Linked DNA regions of Mus musculus: region 1 is linked to region 2. The links are chromatin contacts, called in public Hi-C maps. All regions are on one chromosome and are shown on one strand. The core of a region is the stretch at or near the end of the contact, and the rest is flanking DNA. Distances in the headings are between cores, read along the strand shown.

Region 1 (2,983 bases), core at 414-2,913, 170 kb before region 2:
CTGACTGCTCTTCCTGAAGGTCTTGAGTTCAAATCCCAGAACCCACATGGTGGCTCACAACCATCTGTAATGAGATCTGACTCCCTTCTCTGTTCCTCTGTTCGCTGTCTGAAGACAGCTAAGTGTACTTACAAAGAACAATACATCTTTAGAGTGTGTGTGTGTATGTATGTATATACACACACACACACACACACATATATATGTATATATGTATGTGTATATGTATATATATGAATGAATTAAAACAGCCTTCCATAATGTCACACATGCCTAAAATTCCAGCACTGGAAAGCAAAAGGCTTGTGAGTTCAAGGCCAGTCTAGTCTACATAGGAAGCTGCATCCAGAGCTACATAGAAGTACCTGGCCTCAAAAATCAAAATAAAATGGGCATTTCAAAAGCTGGCAAAGAACTGGGGCTTTTTATTTTTTAATAATTAGTAAGTTAATCCACTTACATTTTTCTTCTGTTAACTGTTTTAGCACTTCACCTACAATCTGGAAAAGAAAAAAGGGGCATTACCTTTTGCCAATAGCTTAGAAATGGCAACATACTTTCAAACTTTATCACCTACCTGTCCAACACTTTGTAGTGCCTTCAAATCATTTTCAGACTTTTCATACTGCTTGGTAAGTTCTTTTAATTGTTCCCTTACTGAAATAATAAAATTTTGACATTTTAAATTAAACAACTGCATAAAATTTTTTACTTAGGTCTCTTTTACCTTAGGTTTCAAACCTACTGTTTCAAACCACAAAATAAGATTTTTTTTTCCAGTTTGTAGTGGATAGGTGGCATGTTTTAAAATGAAATGTAACAGAGAAAGTATCATATCTATTTTCTTGGTAGGAAATATTTTTAAGTTACATTTTTAACCGATAGTGACATCCTGCCACCTTCAGATTTGCTACAAAACTAAACGATAAGGTGAATCAAGCCTCCCATAGCTACACTAAGATCACCTGGCTTACTCTGGTTGTCCATACTAAATTAAGTCAACCAACGCAATTCTTCACCGAATCCTAGGCTGCGGTATTCTCTCATTTAATTAAATCACGCAGGGTTTTCAAAACGTGAATGTTCAGGGTATACAGAAAACTTGGTACTCAGTATGACGCCTGAGGGAAGACGAGAAAGGCTATTACAACCACTGAGCCCCCTTCTACCCCAAGTACAAGCCGCCTCCGTGAGTCCCGCGTCCGGCTGGAGCTTCTTTGACTCAAGCGTCCTCCCATCCCCGGGTCCCGAGACTCCAAGCCTGCCTTCCTGCACCCGGAATATGTCCCCAGCCCACTTGTACCTCACTCCTCTAATCTTCCCCTCTTCCACCTCAGAACTGTGGCTGTTCTCTATGCCACCGGACTGGGACTGGGGCCATACCCACGGCCGAGGCGGTGCTGCACCCCAGCGCGGGGCGGGATGACAAAGCGCCTCGTCCCTGGACTCGGGCCTTCCCAAGCCAGGCGCTGTTTTCGGGCTCAGCCGAAGCCTCCGCTCTATCAGAGACCGAAGCCGGTCCAGGCACTAGAGAGTGTGTCAAGGCTCACTCACGCTCCTTAAGACGGCCGTCAATCTCCTTGTGCTCTAGCAGCTTCTTGCGATAGTCCTGAAGCGCCTTATCTCTAGGGTCCGCCATGATGAGAAGCCGTCGCTCATAGGGGATGCCGGGAAGGGCCATGGCAGCCCGGGCGGGGGAGGGGGCGGGGCGAGGGCGCAGAGGCGGCCTGGGGCGGGACCGTGACTGGCTCCGCCCCTTCCGGCTGGCCCGCCTCTGGCTCCGGGCGCCGAAGTCAGTCACCTAGAGCGGCAGAAAGCCTCGAAAGCGCAGAAGATCGTCTCCGGTCACACTGTCCCCTGCAGGCCAGAGTGAGCAATGCCTGACTTAGCTACTGGCTGGCTCAATATTAAGTCACTGCTTTCTTAGAACGCCAAAGGATCTGTAATAAACTGAAAAGCAAGAGGAAATGACAAGATTTTTTTTTTTTTGAGACAGTGTCTTGTAATCCACACTGCCTTAGCACTCATTCTGCAGCGCTGGGCTTGAACTCTGGTCCTCCCCCCCCCCACCACCGGCTTCCTAGTGGAATTACAGGCAAACTCGAACATTCAGTATGTGCTGTGTGGAAATCGAATTCAGAGTCTCCGGCATGCTAAGCAAGAGCTTTCCCAACTGAGTCACATTTTCAAATTCAGCCTTTTTCTTTCCCAAATTATTTATTTTTATTTATGTGTTTATGTGTGTGCCTTAGTGTATACCTTAGGAGGGCAAGTGCTCACAGAAGCCAGTAGAGGGCATCGGATTTCTTGGCTCTGGAGTTACAAGCAGCTATGATTTAAAAAAAAAAATCTTATTTATTTTATGCATATAAATATCTTGCCTGCATGTATGTGTGTGCAGCACGTGTGTGCCTGGTGCTGGAGGAGGTCAGAAAAAACCACATGATTCCCCTGAAACTGGAATTATAGACGGTTGTGAGCCTCTATGTGGATACTGGGAACCGAACCCAGATCCTCTCCAAGAGCAACAAGTACGAATACCCTTTGAGCTATCTCTCTAGGCTCAGTGACTGTGTTCTTTTAAATTATTATTGACAGGCTGGGAGTGTACCTTTGGTAGAGTATTTGCCTAGCACACAGAAGCCCTGAGTTTATTAACCCCCAGCACCCTAAAACTGAATGAATGCACTCCACAAACACACAGAGATCTTTAGGAAGAGCCGGAAGCTCACATAACCAGTAAACCACTTTCCAGCCCAAAGATGCAGCCTTTTGATATCAATTGCATGAGCATAAGTAGGAAATTTTCAGTTACCCAATAAAGCACTGACCTGCTTGTAATCAGAATATTAGAAAATATTCTAACATGTAATAAGGAAATTAGAAATGATTTGAATAGGGGCCAGAGAGATGGTTCAGTGGGCAAAGGCGCGCTTGTCATGGAAGCCAGGTGACCTGAATTGGATTCATGGGACCCACTCAA
Region 2 (3,077 bases), core at 525-3,024:
CTGGGTCCTGATGGTGGGTCTTATCTTTGTTGTGTTGATGCTGTGTTCATTGGTTTCTGTGGCCCTCTCTGGTATTTTCAAGTGGGTTGCCTGGTAGGCAGTGCGTCTGAGGTCCTGCTTGTTGTGACTGCTGGGTGTTCCAGATAGAATGTGGTTTTTGATATCGGGAGCTGATGCTTAGGCATGGAAATGGACTTGAAGCCGGGTTGATGGAGTCCACGGAAGGGAGGAGAGCAGAGTGTTCCACCAGTGTATGCTTATTACCCTGGCATTGGTGGTAGAGAGTGAAGAGAGGCCACAACAGGTAATTTGCTTCTGAGACAGGGATTGGACTAGAGGGTTGGGTTTAGAGAAGGATGAGAATAAAGACCTGAAAATTGCCAACCAACTCCCCTGGTCAGCATGGCAGGATGGGTTCCCAAGGAATGTCTGAGGGTATTGTTGCCTTAGACAAAGGGATAGGTGGTCCAGGAGAAGATTTGTGCAGTCCTCTAGAGATGGGGGTAGACAGGAAGGGAAGGCTATCACTTATGTAGGTGACCGTACATGATCAACTACAGATCTTGGGATGAGGCAGGAGCATTGAATTTGAAGCAGAGATAAGAGAGTGAAGGACTGAAGATCTACCTGCTTCTCTGGCCATTGTGGCTGATGGATTGAAAGGGTTTAGTTTGTTTTGGTTTTTTCTTTCTATAGCTATGACAAACAACTATTACCAAAAGCAACTTAGGAACAAGAGGGTTTATTTCTCCTTATAGCTTAGAGTCCTTCATGAGAGGAACTCGGAAAGGAATTTGGAGGCAGGACTGGATTAGAGGCCATGAAGTAATAGTGCTTACTCTCCTTGGCTTTCTCAGCCTGCGTTTGTATAAAACATAGGACTACCTGACTGCCTAGCTAGGTTGATAGCATCCACAGTGGGCTGTGTCTTCCTCCATCAATCACTAATTAAGACAGTACTCCACAGATGTGCCTACAGGCCAGTCTTATAAAAGCATTTTTCTCAAGTATGATTCCCTCTTTTCAGATAATGCCTGCACCTATGTCAAGTTGATAAAAACTAACTGGCACAATAATATCAATAGCGATAGTATTTTGCATCGGTGTTGATCCCTATACAGGTTAAATATTCCATACTTGAAAAACTGAAGAACAGAAATAGTTTGGATGTATTTAATTTGGAAATAAATTATTTAATTTATTATAATATAATATAATATAAAAGTCATATAATGATATAATGAGATACTTTGAGGATGAGGCTAAGATCTAAACATGAAACTTATTTGTGATTCACATATATCCTGTAAACATAGCATCAAGGTAATTGTAGCCAGTATTTTTCTGACTATAGTTTGTACATTAGTCTGTAGAGTTTTCTACTTGTGGTGTTATGTGCACACCGAACAACATTCAGATTGTGGAGGATTTTATACTTAATACTTTTGTTGTATCAGGAATCTTTAGAGGAACAGAACCAGGAGAATAAATATATTAAAGAGGATGTGTTAGATTGGCTTACACAATATGATTGGGTAATCCAACAGTGGCTGTTTCTACACGGAGAGCCCTAGAGCCCAGTTGCTGCCCAGTCCATGAAGCTGGATGCCTTGGCAATTCCAGTGATTCTGGAAGTCTGAAGGATTCCTGCAGAGCCTCCAGTCTTCAGTCTGTATTGGAAGCTTAAAGAAGTTAGGCTCTGATCTCAGCAAAGTAGGAGCAGCAGTAACAGAGCAGATGAACAGGAAGACAACTCAGCAGTGAGACATGGTAGCAGTGAAGCGAACTTCCTTCAGGACTTCCTTTATCTGGCTTTTGTGGTCAGGGGCTCCTTACACTCAGGATGCATGTTTTTACGTCACATAACCTGATTAAGGACATCCTCTGCAGGTGTGCCCAGAGCTTACCTCTAAGTCAGTTCCAGTCAAGTTGACAAAAAGAATAACCACCACAAGTCCACCACCCCTTGTCAACCTGATGTCCAGCCATATCTCCATATGTCCTAATGCTTATGGTTTCCATGTGAAAACAGTATCAAGGTATAATTCTGCCTGTTGTGATGTGACTGTCTCACAATCACCAATATGCTGCTTCCCCTGAGAGTCGGTGAAAAAAATATCCTGAGGAATGCCTAGTCTTTTAGTGTCCCATAGTTTTTATACTATAGATTTACAACACACAATTGATAACATAGATTTACAACACTTAATTACAGATATTACCTCAATAAGTTAACAGTATATGATGAAGTAAAGAAAACACAAATATCTGCTTAATGTGGATGTATAGATGCACAAGCATGTTCTTAACAAAACAAGATGGAAATATTCATAACAGCATTCTTGTTTCTGTAACTGTTGAAAAGGCCTTAGCTGGTATTTGTAACTAACTCGTACAACACTCATTCTGTATTTCTTCCACCTGAGCAAGTACCTCAGCAGGTCTTTGTTCTTTACCTAGGAGGGGGCGGGGGGGGGGGGGAGTGAGCTGCACTTTTATTCTTGAAATGTCTGGGCCATTTCTCATCCTGTCTGGATTGGGCTGTAGTTTCCTATTGATCTTCATCACAGAACACGGTAACACCAAGAGACACCCAGAAGGATCTGCTGTACTCCAGACACACTCTTTCTTGTCCTCATTGTGGAGAAGCAGCCTGATTTTCTCAAGACAGGCTGGATCAATCACTCTTCATAACACAGATATTTCTTTGTTAGTATGCTGACTCAAGGGAATGAGGTGTCCTAGGCAACCATGGGGAAGTCTTAGCTTCTACATCTGTGGAATGTTGGTCATGGCACTTGGCAGAAACAGTTCTCTATCTAGAACCAGAACTTCTAGGGCAGCTGAGCAAAGTCACAGGAACGGGAAACAAAATTTTTCCTGTGGGCTGCTCAAGGTGGTGAGTGGCACCATTCCTATTCCCGCTTGCTTCTGGATGCCTGAATCCTGCTGTAGGAGAAAGGGGCATTGAAACAGAGCAAATGCAACTTTCTGGAGAACTCCACCCAGCCTCCAGGCTAGTGTCACCTAATTGGCTCCATAACTCTGTCTTAAAAGGATATTCTACTGTTCTACCA

What was found. Hi-C and Micro-C count contacts between places; a contact is called where the count stands out from the background.
Region 1: a contact with region 2 is called in a Hi-C map of B cells, with 6 read pairs. The contact joins the promoter of Psmc6 here to the enhancer-like site in region 2. A contact is called at or near these places in 1 of 484 Hi-C or Micro-C datasets (B cells), 1 of 115 datasets of contacts at active chromatin or transcription factors (memory CD8 T cells) and 2 of 9 other capture datasets (adipose tissue and liver).

The regions. Positions count from the first base shown.
Region 1 is chr14:45,328,504-45,331,486 of GRCm38.p6, reverse strand. It overlaps Psmc6 (proteasome (prosome, macropain) 26S subunit, ATPase, 6), which reads right to left and starts at 1,663. Exons shown (of 14, transcript NM_025959.3): 1 at 1,555-1,663; 2 at 578-657; 3 at 461-500. The coding sequence starts at 1,639.
Region 2 is chr14:45,154,443-45,157,519 of GRCm38.p6, reverse strand. The region is part of intron 14 of Txndc16 (thioredoxin domain containing 16); the gene reads left to right. Among named protein-coding and RNA genes, the nearest start is that of Gm34362, 21 kb to the left of the region's middle. Within about 2 kb of position 1,774, at least 89 of the 459 cell types and tissues checked have an H3K27ac peak or open chromatin away from gene starts, as enhancers often do. A contact at or near this core is called in B cells and memory CD8 T cells, where this site is marked.